Regions from separate parts of the Mus musculus genome. Here region 2 is linked to region 1. A link is a contact called in public promoter capture Hi-C data. All regions are on one chromosome and are shown on one strand. Each heading gives the region's core, a stretch centred on a gene start, on an enhancer-like site or on the middle of the called end of the contact. The rest is flanking DNA. Distances are from core to core; before and after follow the strand shown.

What was found. Promoter capture Hi-C pulls out the DNA fragments that hold promoters and counts their contacts.
Region 2: a contact with region 1 is called in a promoter capture Hi-C map of pre-B cells, with 2.8 times the contacts expected there. The contact joins the promoter of Calcoco1 here to the promoter of Ddx23 in region 1. A contact is called at or near these places in 2 of 39 promoter capture datasets (cranial neural crest and pre-B cells).

What each region holds. Positions count from the first base shown.
Region 1 is chr15:98,657,788-98,664,182 of GRCm38.p6, reverse strand. Ddx23 (DEAD box helicase 23) reads left to right here and starts at 1,294. Exons shown (of 17, transcript NM_001080981.1): 1 at 1,294-1,360; 2 at 5,748-5,953. The coding sequence starts at 5,748.
Region 2 is chr15:102,718,191-102,724,146 of GRCm38.p6, reverse strand. It overlaps Calcoco1 (calcium binding and coiled coil domain 1), which reads left to right and starts at 1,969. Exons shown (of 15, transcript NM_026192.3): 1 at 1,969-2,100; 2 at 4,426-4,605; 3 at 5,071-5,173. The coding sequence starts at 4,450.

The sequences.
Region 1 (6,395 bases), core at 45-2,544:
GTGGATAAGAGCACTGGTTTTTCTTCCAGAGGACCCAGGTTCATATTCCCGGCATCCATAGGGCAGTTCACAACTGTCTATAACTTCAGCTCCAGGGGATCTGACACCCTCACACAGACATGCATGTAGGTAAAACACCAATGCAGATAAAAATAGAATAAATTTAAAGTAGAAAGACCAACAACTATGTGGGATTAAAGCAAACCCGAGGATGGAAAATGTAAAAGGAGGCAGTGGGTACCCTGGTTAATCTCAACCATCCTACCTCGCACAATGTTGTATTCTGTTTCAGCGGGTGCTGACGGTACTGTTTGAACCCAAGAGAAAGGAAGTGGGTCTACGACTAGAAGAAAAATTCGGTGGACTGATGTATGGAGAACCTGAAGGAAGACATCAACAATAACAAGTAGCCCAAGTGGGCAGTTCCTGAAGACCAGGGAAACGAGGAAGCAAGGTCCCATGAGGAATGTTGAATAAATAGTAAGATACTTGAGGGGGAAGTCCTTCCAGGGAAACCTCTGAAATGTTAGTTTATTATTTATTGGGAGTAGGGGGACAGTGGGTACCCTGGGGTTGTTCAGGCATTCATCCTGCCGGGGCCCCAAGGTTACTCCTGTGACTGGAGTAGTTCTACTGTGAAAACTGTACTACCTTCATTGTGAAGTACTAAGCTACTCCAGTGAACTAATCTTTAGTTCATTATCTTCCATTCATCCACGGAGGCAATAATCTCTCTCACAATTTTTATAAAAAACACTTTTCAAAAAAAAAGGGGGGGGGCTGGCGAGATGGCTCAGTGGGTAAGAGCACCCGACTGCTCTTCCAAAGGTCCAGAGTTCAAATCCCAGCAACCACATGGTGGCTCACAACCATCCGTAATGAGATCTGACTCCCTGGTGTGTCTGAAGACAGCTACAGTGTACTTACATATAATGAATAAATAAATCTTTAAAAAAAAAAAAAAAAGCAAATTATTTGTTACCGTATAAACTTTCTCGCTGAAAGCTGCCAGCTTTGACTGAAATCAACTGCAATACCTACTAGAAGATTCCAGAAAGACTGCTGCGGAAGAACCTTGTAAGTAGAAAGACAACACTTGGAAAATTCTTTCTCCTACAAACACCGAACCTTTGGCAAACCACATTACCCAGAAGACCTTACGGCCTGGCCGGCCCTCGCGCCGTGCATTCTGGGATTGGTAGTTTTCAGGGCCTATTCGTCAGCTCGCGTGGTGCAGGCCCAGGAACTCCCTTTCCCGGCTTGCCGCGCGGCCTGGGTGCTCCTCCGTGATCTGGAAACGCGAAAGATGGCGACTGTTCGGCGACGTTGAGGCCGCGTTAGGCGGTTCAGGCGCGGGGTGGTGAGTCTTGGCGGTGGAGGCGGCTCCCACGAGTTTGGAGAGTGGGTGAGGAGCGGGAAGATAGCCGTAGCCTCAGCCCGGAAGGGGAAGAACGCCTCAGGGAAGGGGCACGAGCCAGGGCAGCTCCGGCGGGCAAGAGTGAAAGGGGCGCGGGCCCCGGGAGCAGTGTTGGCTGCCCAGGGCACAGGCCACTTCCAGGACTGTATTATGAGCCTAGACTTTGGCCCGTGGACATCGCCCTTGTTATACGTCAGTCTGACTTAATTCTTGTTTCCTTACTTCGGCCAGACAGGAACTCTAATGTGCTCCCAGAACCCACCCCATGCCTTCCGGCTCGGGGTTGCCAACTAGTGCTTCGGCCGGAGATTAGTTCTAACCCTAACCCACAGTTGCACATCTTCAAATTCTACTCGTACTTTAAAACGAGCCACTTCCTCTGTGGGCCCTTCCATATCCTCTTTACGAATGGAAAGGACCGGCAACTTTGGATTCTTCGCCTGAACGTTCTTATCTTGGCGTGTCTTGTGCCATCTGCTGCTTCCTGTGGACAGAATTTCATTTTGTAGTTTCCACGGGGCCTACAGCTGAATGTTGCATATATAGTAGCGCTTGATGAACAATTAAATGAAAACAATTGGCCTTTGCCCTACAGAGAACTGGGAAGCACGGCCAGGGTCTTTTGGAGCCCGGGTCTTTTGGAGCTTAAGCTGGCCTTGAATTCAGTATGCAGCCTAGTCCATTTTGTCTTTGGACGCTCAGTACTGCCTTCACCTTCCTAGTGCTATGATTACACTTGTAGACTATTAAGCATTTTCTGTAATTAAAAAAAAAAAACAAAAACCAAGTCTACATATTTCCTTGTAAGTCACCAGAGTAATTCTTTTCAAATGTAATTTTTGGTCGTATTATACTCTGCTTAAAGTTCTCCAAATGTTCTCGTTGAGATGACGTTGAGAGTCACATGCCTTTGCACGGGCCCCTAACAGTGTATTTTGCTTCTATTGACAGTTCTCATTCTGTCCCAGACAAACGCCATTCAAGCTTAGTGTCTTCTTTATTTTCTTTCTTTCTTTTTCTTATTTAAAATCTACTTATTTAGTGGATTGAGTACATTATAGCTCTCTTCAGACACACCAGAAGAGAGCATCATATCCCATCACAGATGATTGTGAGCCACCATGTGGTTGCTGGGATTTGAACTCAGGACCTCTGGAACAGCAGTCAGTGCTCTTAACCGCTGAGCCATCTCCCCAGCCCCCTGTCTTTATTTTGTTTTCCTTTTCCTTTTTTTCCCTACAGCTGTAGTGAAAGTCACCAGTAACTTCCACTTCCCCCCCAAATCTCTAGTTCCTACTCTTGGTTTTAAGTTGAAATCCAAGCACCTTTGCCCTGGTTTCTAACAATTTCATGATTTGACTTCTCCTCATTCTTGTGTTTTTTGGGGTGGTGGTGGTATGTATGGGTGTTTTTCATGTGTTTATGTCTGTGCACCACTTGAGTGCCTAGTGTTTGAGGAGGTCACAGCAAGGCGTCAGGATCCCCTGGGATTGCAGGTGCTTGCTTGCCAGCCATCATGTGGATGCTGGGGACCAAACTCAGGTCCTCTGGTAGATCAGCCAGTGCTCTTAACCACTGACCAATCTCTCCAAGCCCCTGACCTTGTCTTTTTTGGGGGGGGAAGATGGGGGGGGGTCGAGACAGGGTTTCTCTGTGCAGCCCTGGCTGTCCTGGAACTCACGCTGTAGACCAGGCTGGGCTCGAACTCAGAAATTCGCCTGCCTCTGCCTCCCAAGTGCGGGTCTGTACCCCTTAGCCACAGTCTCTGGAGAGCGACGTGCAGAGCTGGTTGTTCCCTCAGTGCTTGCCAGCTCCATCTGTAAGCTCTCTTTCCTGATCATCCCATGGCTGTTTCTTCCACTGTCAGCTCTCAGTGTAAATGTCAACCTAAGACGTCTTCCCCAAGAGCCTCTTCTTCATCTCTCCATATCATGTTACTCCGTTTCCTTCCCTGTTTGGAGCTCACTCTGAGTAGCTGAAACAGTGTTACACTGGACTCATGCTTCATGAAGTCAGCGAGTTTGTGTTAGTTACGGTGTCGTCTCCAGGACCCAGAACAGCTCCTGGCACTAGACGGTGTTCAGCACTTGGGATTAAAAGCAGATCAAGGCAGATCTCTGTGAATTTGAGGCCACCCTGGTCTACATAGTGAGTTCCAGGCCAGCCAAGTGCCACCATAGAAAGGTGGTGTTCCAAAAACAAAAAAAACAACCAAACAACCCAAGGATGGGCTGTTTTCCTAGGGCTGTAGGAGAGACATACTGTGAAATGCATGATAGACTGACTTAGACCAGTCTCTCACTTTTTTTAGTTAATTGTGAGATAAAACTAGGTCATCTTAGCCTTCAGAAAACGCTATTTGTTCATTTTGTTTTTTCATTCTTAACATTTTCCCTTCTTTTTTTTTTTTTAAAGATTTATTTATTTATTATATGTAAGTACACTGTAGCTGTCTTCAGACACACCAGAAGAGGGAGTCAGATCACATTACGGATGGTTGTGAGCCACCATGTGGTTGCTGGGATTTGAACTCAGGACCTTTGGAAGAGCAGTCAGTGCTCTTATCCGCTGAGCCATCTCTCCAGCCCAACATTTTCCCTTCTTAGGCAATATGGCAGTCACTGGCACTGGATAGAAGGATTGCCTCAAAATGCTTAGGACACCAATACTCTAGCCCAGTCACCTGCGAATAAAATAATTACTAGTTTTTGTAGTTCAAGAACAGTTGCCAGGGGGCTGGTGAGATGGCTCAGCGGGTAAGAGCAGTGACTGCTCTTCCGAAGGTCCTGAGTTCAAATCCCAGCAACCACATGTGGCTCACAACCACCTGTAGTGAGATCTGATGCTCTCTTCTGGTGTGTCAGAAGACAGCTACAGTGTACTTATGCATAATAATAAATAAATCTTTAAAAAAAAAAAAAGAACAGTTGGCAGTGTGGTATGCTGTGCAGTGTACCCCCAGGGGGGAGGGGAATAGATCAGACTCCTGCTCAGACCTCTCAGAACAGTAGACAGTAGATAGCCCCGTCTGCCTGAAGAAGACAGACCACCAGGCTGTGGGACCTGAGGAGAGATTTGTCAGCCTGTCTGTCAGTCACCTCTGGAACTTCTAGTTGAGACACTTTCCCTTGCTTGATGTGTTGTTATGTTGAAATAATTGTCCTTTCCCAGGCCATTGAAAAGAATGTGCTTGCCCGGCAGTGGTGGCACACGCCTTTAATCCCAGCACTTGGGAGGCAGAGGCAGGTGGATTTCTGAGTTCAAGGCCAGCCTGGTCTACAAAGTGAGTTCCAGGACAGCCAGGGCTACACAGAGAAACCCTGTCTCGAAAAACCAAAAGAAAAAAAAGAAAAGAAAAGAATGTGCTTGGAGGTCTTATGCACCCTTCACATTTTTCCCATTGCTTAACTAGAGGTACTGTGTGTGTGTGTGTGTGTGTGTGTGTGTGTGTGTGTGTGTAGTTCAGAAGTTGTCATCAGAGGGCACTGTCTACCATATGTTGTGTGTGTACACTCACTCATTTGCCACAGTGCACATGTAGAGGTCAAAGGATGAGTTTTTGGAGTCAGTTCTTCCTTCCACCCCTTAAGTTCTGGGAATCAGACTTAGCTTGTCAGACTGGGTATCGAGCACCTTCACCCACATATCCACCGCAGTGGCCCTCTGCATTACCTTTTAAAACAAAGGTTTTACTGAACCCAGAGCAACTTGGCCAGGCTGGCCACTGGGCTTCAGGGACCATCTGTGGCCAGGCTGCACTGAGGCTGCAGGTGCATGCACTACACTGGGTTCCTCACATGGGCACCGGGGTCCAGGCTGTGGCCTTCATGCTTGTGCAGTGGACGGACACCTTATAGACCAGGCCGGCTCCCCAGCCCCTAGAGTGCATTTCTTTAAATCAGAGTAAAATATTTTGTTTCTCCTCTGGTGGTTTCTTTTTTTTTTTTTTCCCACTCCAGATTTTATTCCCTGTCCATCCTCCATGTGTTCCATATCCCATACCTCATCCCCCCACCCCACCCTTCTCCACAAGGATGTCCCCACTCTCCACCCCGCTGGTGTCTTGTGTTTTAAATGGTGTTGGTTACTTTTTGGTTTTGAGATAATAGTCCAGGCTAGCCCTGTGTCAACAATGGAATGGTGAATCTGTAAGAAGAAATCACAGGGAGACAGTCTCATGTAATGAAGAAGTATGGGCTTTTCACGAGGACCTACCAGGCCTCTGCTAATCAGAGCTTGTGTATGTACCTGTAGAAGCAGGTACACTAACACACACATTAGCTTTGAGGTTTGCTGAACTGGACGCAATGAGGACCTCTTTCTCACCCAGATGGCAGGAGAACTGGCTGACAAAAAGGACCGAGACGCATCACCCAAGGAGGAAAGGAAGCGATCACGGACTCCTGAGAGAGATCGCGATAGAGACCGGGACCGGAAGTCCTCCCCATCTAAAGATAGGAAGCGGCATCGCTCACGGGATAGGCGTAGAGGAGGGAGCCGTTCTCGCTCTCGGTCCCGTTCCAAGTCTGTAGAGAGGTAAAGTGGCTCTTTGTCTGTTACACTAGGAGGGGAGGATGCTTGGCACCTGTCCTGTTAAGCAACAGCGTTTCATACTTGAGTGGCCCGAGTGGACGGGAACTTACGGTTCCTCTGCCAGCCTCCTGAGGCTGTGGTCATAGGTCTTCCCATGATACGCTGCTGAGTAACCAGTTCCTGAAGATTGAAAATGAGCTTGTAAGGGGCAGCTGCAGATGGTCGAGGCACATGGCTCAGCTGTTCTCACAGCCCCTGATCGGCCCTTGCTACTAAAACATAGTATGACGACATCGCTCTGGAAGATCTTAAGAGCAGGATCTGTGCTCTTAGGGGTTAAGCCTGGCCTCAGTGATAAAGTGTAAAGCGCTTGCTATGTGAGTGCGCAGGCCGGAGTTAGGGGCCTGAGCATGCAGGTAAGCAGTTGCATGTGACAGCATGCACC
Region 2 (5,956 bases), core at 720-3,219, 4.1 Mb before region 1:
CCTGCTGAGCCATCTCTCCAGCCCCCACCCCATCCCCATCTTGACAAACTAACCCAATCAAATATATCCTTCAGTATCTGTATTTACCCTTTTAGTGAGACATATGGAACATCCGGCATAACACTAACACATACTTGTTGAATGATGGGGCTTCCCGTTGCCACGTGCCTTCACTGAGCACATAAGAGCTCAGTGAATATTTATCCCCTGACTAACACTGCTTCTTACAACAACAGAATTTAAAGCCACATTAATACAGTGCTGACTACTGGAACTTGAACCCTGATTCTGCCACTTAGCTGGATTAACCTCACGAATTACTCAGCTGTCTGAGTGTTGCTCTCATTACACGTAAAATGGGGATGATAATAGGGCATACGTTATGGCTGTTTAAAAACGCTGTAAGCATCCCAAACATGGAAGTTGTTATTACCTTAGCTCTATTTGAGACTGAGATTTTTACAAGCTTTCATTCTGAATGCAGACAAAATAAACATTTGAGACTTGAGTCTTTGGACAGGCTTCACTCGTAGCTAACCCAGGACCTTGAACTATCTCCCCATCCAGCAGCTTGTGCCCTAACTCATAAATCCTGACTAATGACACAGACATGTCATCTTAATGTTTGTGCAGCCCAGTGACTTAATGCTTGGAGATCTTCAAATGAAAGGCACCCAAGGACAGCATCAAATACCCTATTCAATCTTAAAAGGAAAAAAAAAAAAAAAACTACCAAAAAAAAAAAAAAAGTAAAAGAAGAGGCGCCGCCAGAACCTACTGCCACAGATAATTAGAATGGACCCAACCAGGAGAGGACAGCTGTCTTTCCGGCATAACTATTTATTTGTGAGACAGGGTCTCCTGTGTAGCCTGAGTCAGAATCGAAATCTCCAGGATCTCCCTGCCTCTGCCTCTTCAATTGCTAGGGTTATAGGTGTGTAGCATTACATCTCACTTAATCCTTTAATATTGAGAAAGGGGGGGGGGGTTGAACTCTTCCAGGGTTGGAGGCCACCCACAACGATGAGGACGGTTCAAGTCCTTAAGTGACTGCGGTGTGGGAACAGTGTGACTCTTTCGCCTATCAAAACAAAACAAAACAAACAAACAAACAAAAAACAACCCTATAGCAACAATTGTATTGTTGCTCTAATTAATTTAAGCCAGTTAAAAGGCTTGGGCAAACAAGCCTCTCTAAGTAGCTTGTTGTGAGCTGTGGCAGTCCTGCCAAGCTCTCTCTTCAACCGCATGCTTTTCATTCCACAGCCTAGCCACCATTTCAAGCTATGTCCCCTAATCCTAGCCCCAGAAGCCACTCCAGGGGGAGCACGTGCAGGTGTGGTATGTGTGTGTGTGTGTGTGTGTGTGTGTGTGTGTGTGTGTGTGTGTTATCGGACCCCTTGGCATGGAAATCTTCTCAAGCTGGAACCAAACAGTAAGCTTTGAGACTTTTACAAGCTCTGTCAACCCTGAAGTCAGAACAAGCTAAAAATAAATAACCACTACCACCCCTGTGAGTTTCCCCACCCACAACATGGTGGCTGTAGCTCGTAGCTTGGGAGAGGCCTGGCAGAGTTCTACAGTTTCATAGCCCTGACCCTAGAGGATTCCTTAGACAAGTTTTTTCTTTTGTAAGTAGATATAACACTACAGCCTATCTTGTAAAAGCGAACAAGAAGGCTGTGCTGGAAGCGTTCCGCCCCACCGAAAAGAGCTGTGCAGAACGCGTTAAAGCCGTCAACTCTCCCACTAAGCATGCTACGAACCAGCAGCCTCCACTAGATCAGCCTGCCCTTTCTTAAGGAATCATGGGCCGTGAAGTCCTTTGGAAGACACACCCTCCTGAACTGCCTCGGGAGTAAGAACTACATCTCCCGGGATGCCACGCTGAGTCCATCACCGCCCCGCCCTCTTCCCCGCCCCTCGCGCGCAGCCTCCTGGGACATGTAGTTCCACAGGTAGAAAAGTAGACAGTGTCGAGTCATAGAAGAACCACAAGCCCCAGAAGCTCTCGCGTCACTCTTCCCCTCCCCTCCTATAGTCGGAGTGCTGTTTTTGTTGTTGGTGAAAGGTGAGGGGAACAGCTGATCCGTCCGTGGGGTAAGAAACTTGGCCTAACTGAGGGTGGGCTTACGCGGGGGTGGTCAGCCCGCTTCTCAGCCTGCGAAAGGCTAATCCGAGAGAACTGTAGAAGAGGACGGTAGGAGCGTTTAGGTTTTAATACTTTACGCACTAAGGAAGCCTCCCCCACGTTTCGGTTTTGTTGGTTTCAAGGGGGGCCTTGAGGAGTAGCCCGCATTGTCCTCACTTTCTTGCGGGGCCTCCTCAGTAAAGCTCGATCCGATTATGGAAGCTTGAAGGGACTGAAATATTTGCTTAATCTTTTCCAGGCAAGTCTTTGCCCTCACAGACCTTCTCTCTCTTACCCAAATCCAAAGATCCAAAGGCCTTTACTACGCTGAATCCCTGAGGGGAAAACTTCCAACTTGTGGAACGCCAAAACGCTGAGAGCCCTACAGTGGAGAGGGGACACACACACACACGCACACACAGAGAGGGAGAGAGAGAGAGAATGCATTTGAACATCAGCATCTGACCACATACACTTTCAGTTCTGAAGAATATCTGCAGCTGTTACAGATTGTCTTTGTGGGAAAGGAGGGGTTTGGGGTTCTCAACGGGTAGAACTTTAGAGACAGATCTCACTCTAACCTAAGAAGACTTATATTGAAGAAAACACGGAGTAGCTGTAATGAGAGATTTTTCATAGATGAAAAAAAAAAAGCCGACAAAGAAACTGTTTCCTATTGCATTGCTGGCCCACCTTTCCTTCTCCATGGAGTGTTTAATTTCTTTTAAAGTTCCTCCCCCACTGTCTCAGCCTGGTGTGGGTTTGTGATGTTTGGGGGTGTGCATATGACTAGTGGTGATGTCTGATTGGACACATCAGCTGCACCTGACACAGGAAGCAGATGTGTGGGCTAGAGAAAAGGGCTGCCTCCCCGCTCTGGACTGAGGTGTATTTTTTTTTTAAGTTAATATACAGTGAGTTTCATTTCAAACATGTACACCATCCATACTTTGTTCTTATTCATCTCTGAGTACTACTCTGTTTTAACTTTTTTTTTTTTACTTCTGTGTGTGTGTGTCTGTCTGTCTGTGTCTGTGTGAAGATAGGTGTACAGAAGTCTGAGCACAGCTTGGGGATATCAGTTCTCTTCTCCCAACCTTGAGTTGGTGGCAAGCACCTCTACCCACCCAACTATTCTACCCCCTGAACTCTTGATTGTTGTTGTTGCTATTATTATTATTATTATCTATTTTCCAATTAGTTCTCCCTAGCTAACTCCATTTTATCTGCTTATCTCCTGCCATTAACCCAAACATATGTCAAGATTTGGACTCTTAGAATTGAGGCTAAGAGGAGCCAACAAGAAAATGGGTATAGGGTACTGGAGCTGGGCTAACACCCAAACAAATCATTAGCTTTCTAGCTCTGCTCCCGTCAAGATGGGGGTGGGGGGGGGGAGAATGTTTCTCGTTGATCTCTGCCTTTTCTCAACGCCGAATGTATATTTCCCCTTCTCAGGGCCCCTGACTTACCCTATTTCTAACCTGTTTCCCTGCCTAAGGGCGGGGCTTTCCTGGCTCCAGGCCCCCACATTCCATCTCTGCACACCACCACCTTCCTACTGAATATTTCACTCCACCCTTGAACTGCCACCTCCAGAAGTTTTGATTTCCTGGAATAGAAGTTGAAGGACAGAACCTGTCTTTCCTATTATCCTCCCCTTCTCTAGCCTTGGAGGAAAGCCAAAGCTCGCCTTCTTCTGCTTCCCTAGAGTTGATCGAGATAGGCAACTCACGGATCGGTGCCCCCAAGAGCAGGTGCTCCAAGAGCAGAGGACCCAGGATTAGGTTGTTGATCCCCCAAACCGTAGTCCCCTCTGAAGACCCATCATCGTGATTGGTAAAGAAGGTTGAACAAGCTTAGGCATATGTAAGCAAGACCTGCTTAAACTGAGAGAGGCCCACACTTCCATTGGATTTTGAATTTTAGAGCCAGACATTATAGGGGGTCAGTTACATCGGGAAACCAAAAGAATCTGGAATTCCCAAGGATGTTGAGAGATGAAAGGGAGAGACAGAGATGGGCAGAGACCGAGATGCTGGGTCAGTGGGGCAATGAAAAGGATTAGAAATTAGACAGGTGAGGGCCTGTAAGCCAAAGAGGATACAACATGACAGGGTAGGAAGTTGACTTGGAAGACCTATGGCCCAGGAATTAAAAGTGATACCTTAAAAAGGTCCCACAACCTTGGGGGCCTGGAAACCTGTTTAGTGACAGGGACTGTGGGTTAGGCACACAGGGGTCAAAGGAAAGAAGCAATGGAAAAACAAGTCTATCAACCCTTTCTTTCATAGGACATCAGCCATCTTGAGGACAGCATGGAAGAGTCATCACTAAGCCGGGCACCATCCCGGGGTGGAGTCAACTTCCTGAATGTGGCCCGCACCTACATCCCCAACACCAAGGTGGAATGTCACTACACTTTGCCTCCGGGTACCATGCCCAGTGCCAGTGACTGGATTGGCATTTTTAAGGTATCCCTAGACCCTCTTCTAGCTCAAGATTATGGGACACAGGTTGGTTAGACTATGAGGAGTGGCTAAGTCCTTACATTCTCAGGTTGATAGGGGGAAAGATGACACAGAGGCAGTCAGTATAAAGTTCATCTTTGCCCATCTCTCTCCTGGTAGTATAATGTCCTCCAACCTTACCTGACTCTATTATTATTATTATTTATTTATAATAAGTACACTGTAGCTGACTTCAGACGTACCAGAAGAGAATATCAGGTCTCATTACGGGTGGTTGTGAACCACCATGTGGTTGCTGGGATTTGAACTCAGGACCTTTGGAAGAGCAGTCAGTGCTCTTACCTGCTGAGCCATCTCGCCAGCCCCTTACCTGAGTCTTAGCATCCTTGGTACCATTTGTTCAGTCCTGCCCTTGCCCACCCTTCTATTTCTCACCGATAACTCTGTCATCCTGCCTTTCTCTTCTAGGTGGAAGCTGCCTGCGTTCGAGATTATCACACGTTCGTGTGGTCCTCAGTGCCAGAAAGTACAACTGATGGCTCCCCCACCCATGCCAGTGTCCAATTCCAAGGTATAAAGAAAGATGGAATGCCGGGTAGTGGTGGCACACACCTTTAATCCCAGCACTTGGGAGGCAGAGGCAGGTGGATCTCTGAGTTCGAGGCCAGCCTGGTCTACAGAGTGAGTTCCAGGACAGTCAGGGCTACACAGAGAAATCCTGTCTCAAAAAGCCAAAAAATAAAAATAAATAAATAAAAAATAAAAAAAATAAAGATGGAGAAGCCAAAAAAGTGGTGGTTTGGGGGAAGGCGGAGGGCTAACAGCCATAAAAAGCACAGAGGATAAGGAATATGAGAGCACATAACTCCTAATTGCCACGCCTAATGGTACTCCAATGTCATCCCAGCTACCAAGGAGGCTAGGGCTGGAAGATAACGTGAACCCAGGATATCAATGCTGGCTTAGGCAACATGGCTGACCCCGTCTCCAAAAGGGGGAAAAAAAAAAGACTTTGTGAGACTGTGTCCAACAGAGTTCAGCAAGTTATCGTAGGGTCGGCACCGGTAACTTAGAGGATACTGTAGAAAGATAGAGGATGTTAATCCCATTCATTTACACAACGAAAGAGGAACTCCCAGTATAGGACAAGGGAAAGTGTGTGCTAATAGCAGTCTGAGCGACCTGGATTCAAATCTCAGCTCCCTGCTTTACAAGCTGTTTGGCATTGAGCAGGTAAGTTAGAATAGGGTCCCAGCTTGTAGGATCCCTACAGAGATTTTTACATGACCTGGGGAATGCTGAATGTGTGGTGTGTGGTGCATGCCAGCAGACAGTCAGTGCCAGCTAGAGTCAA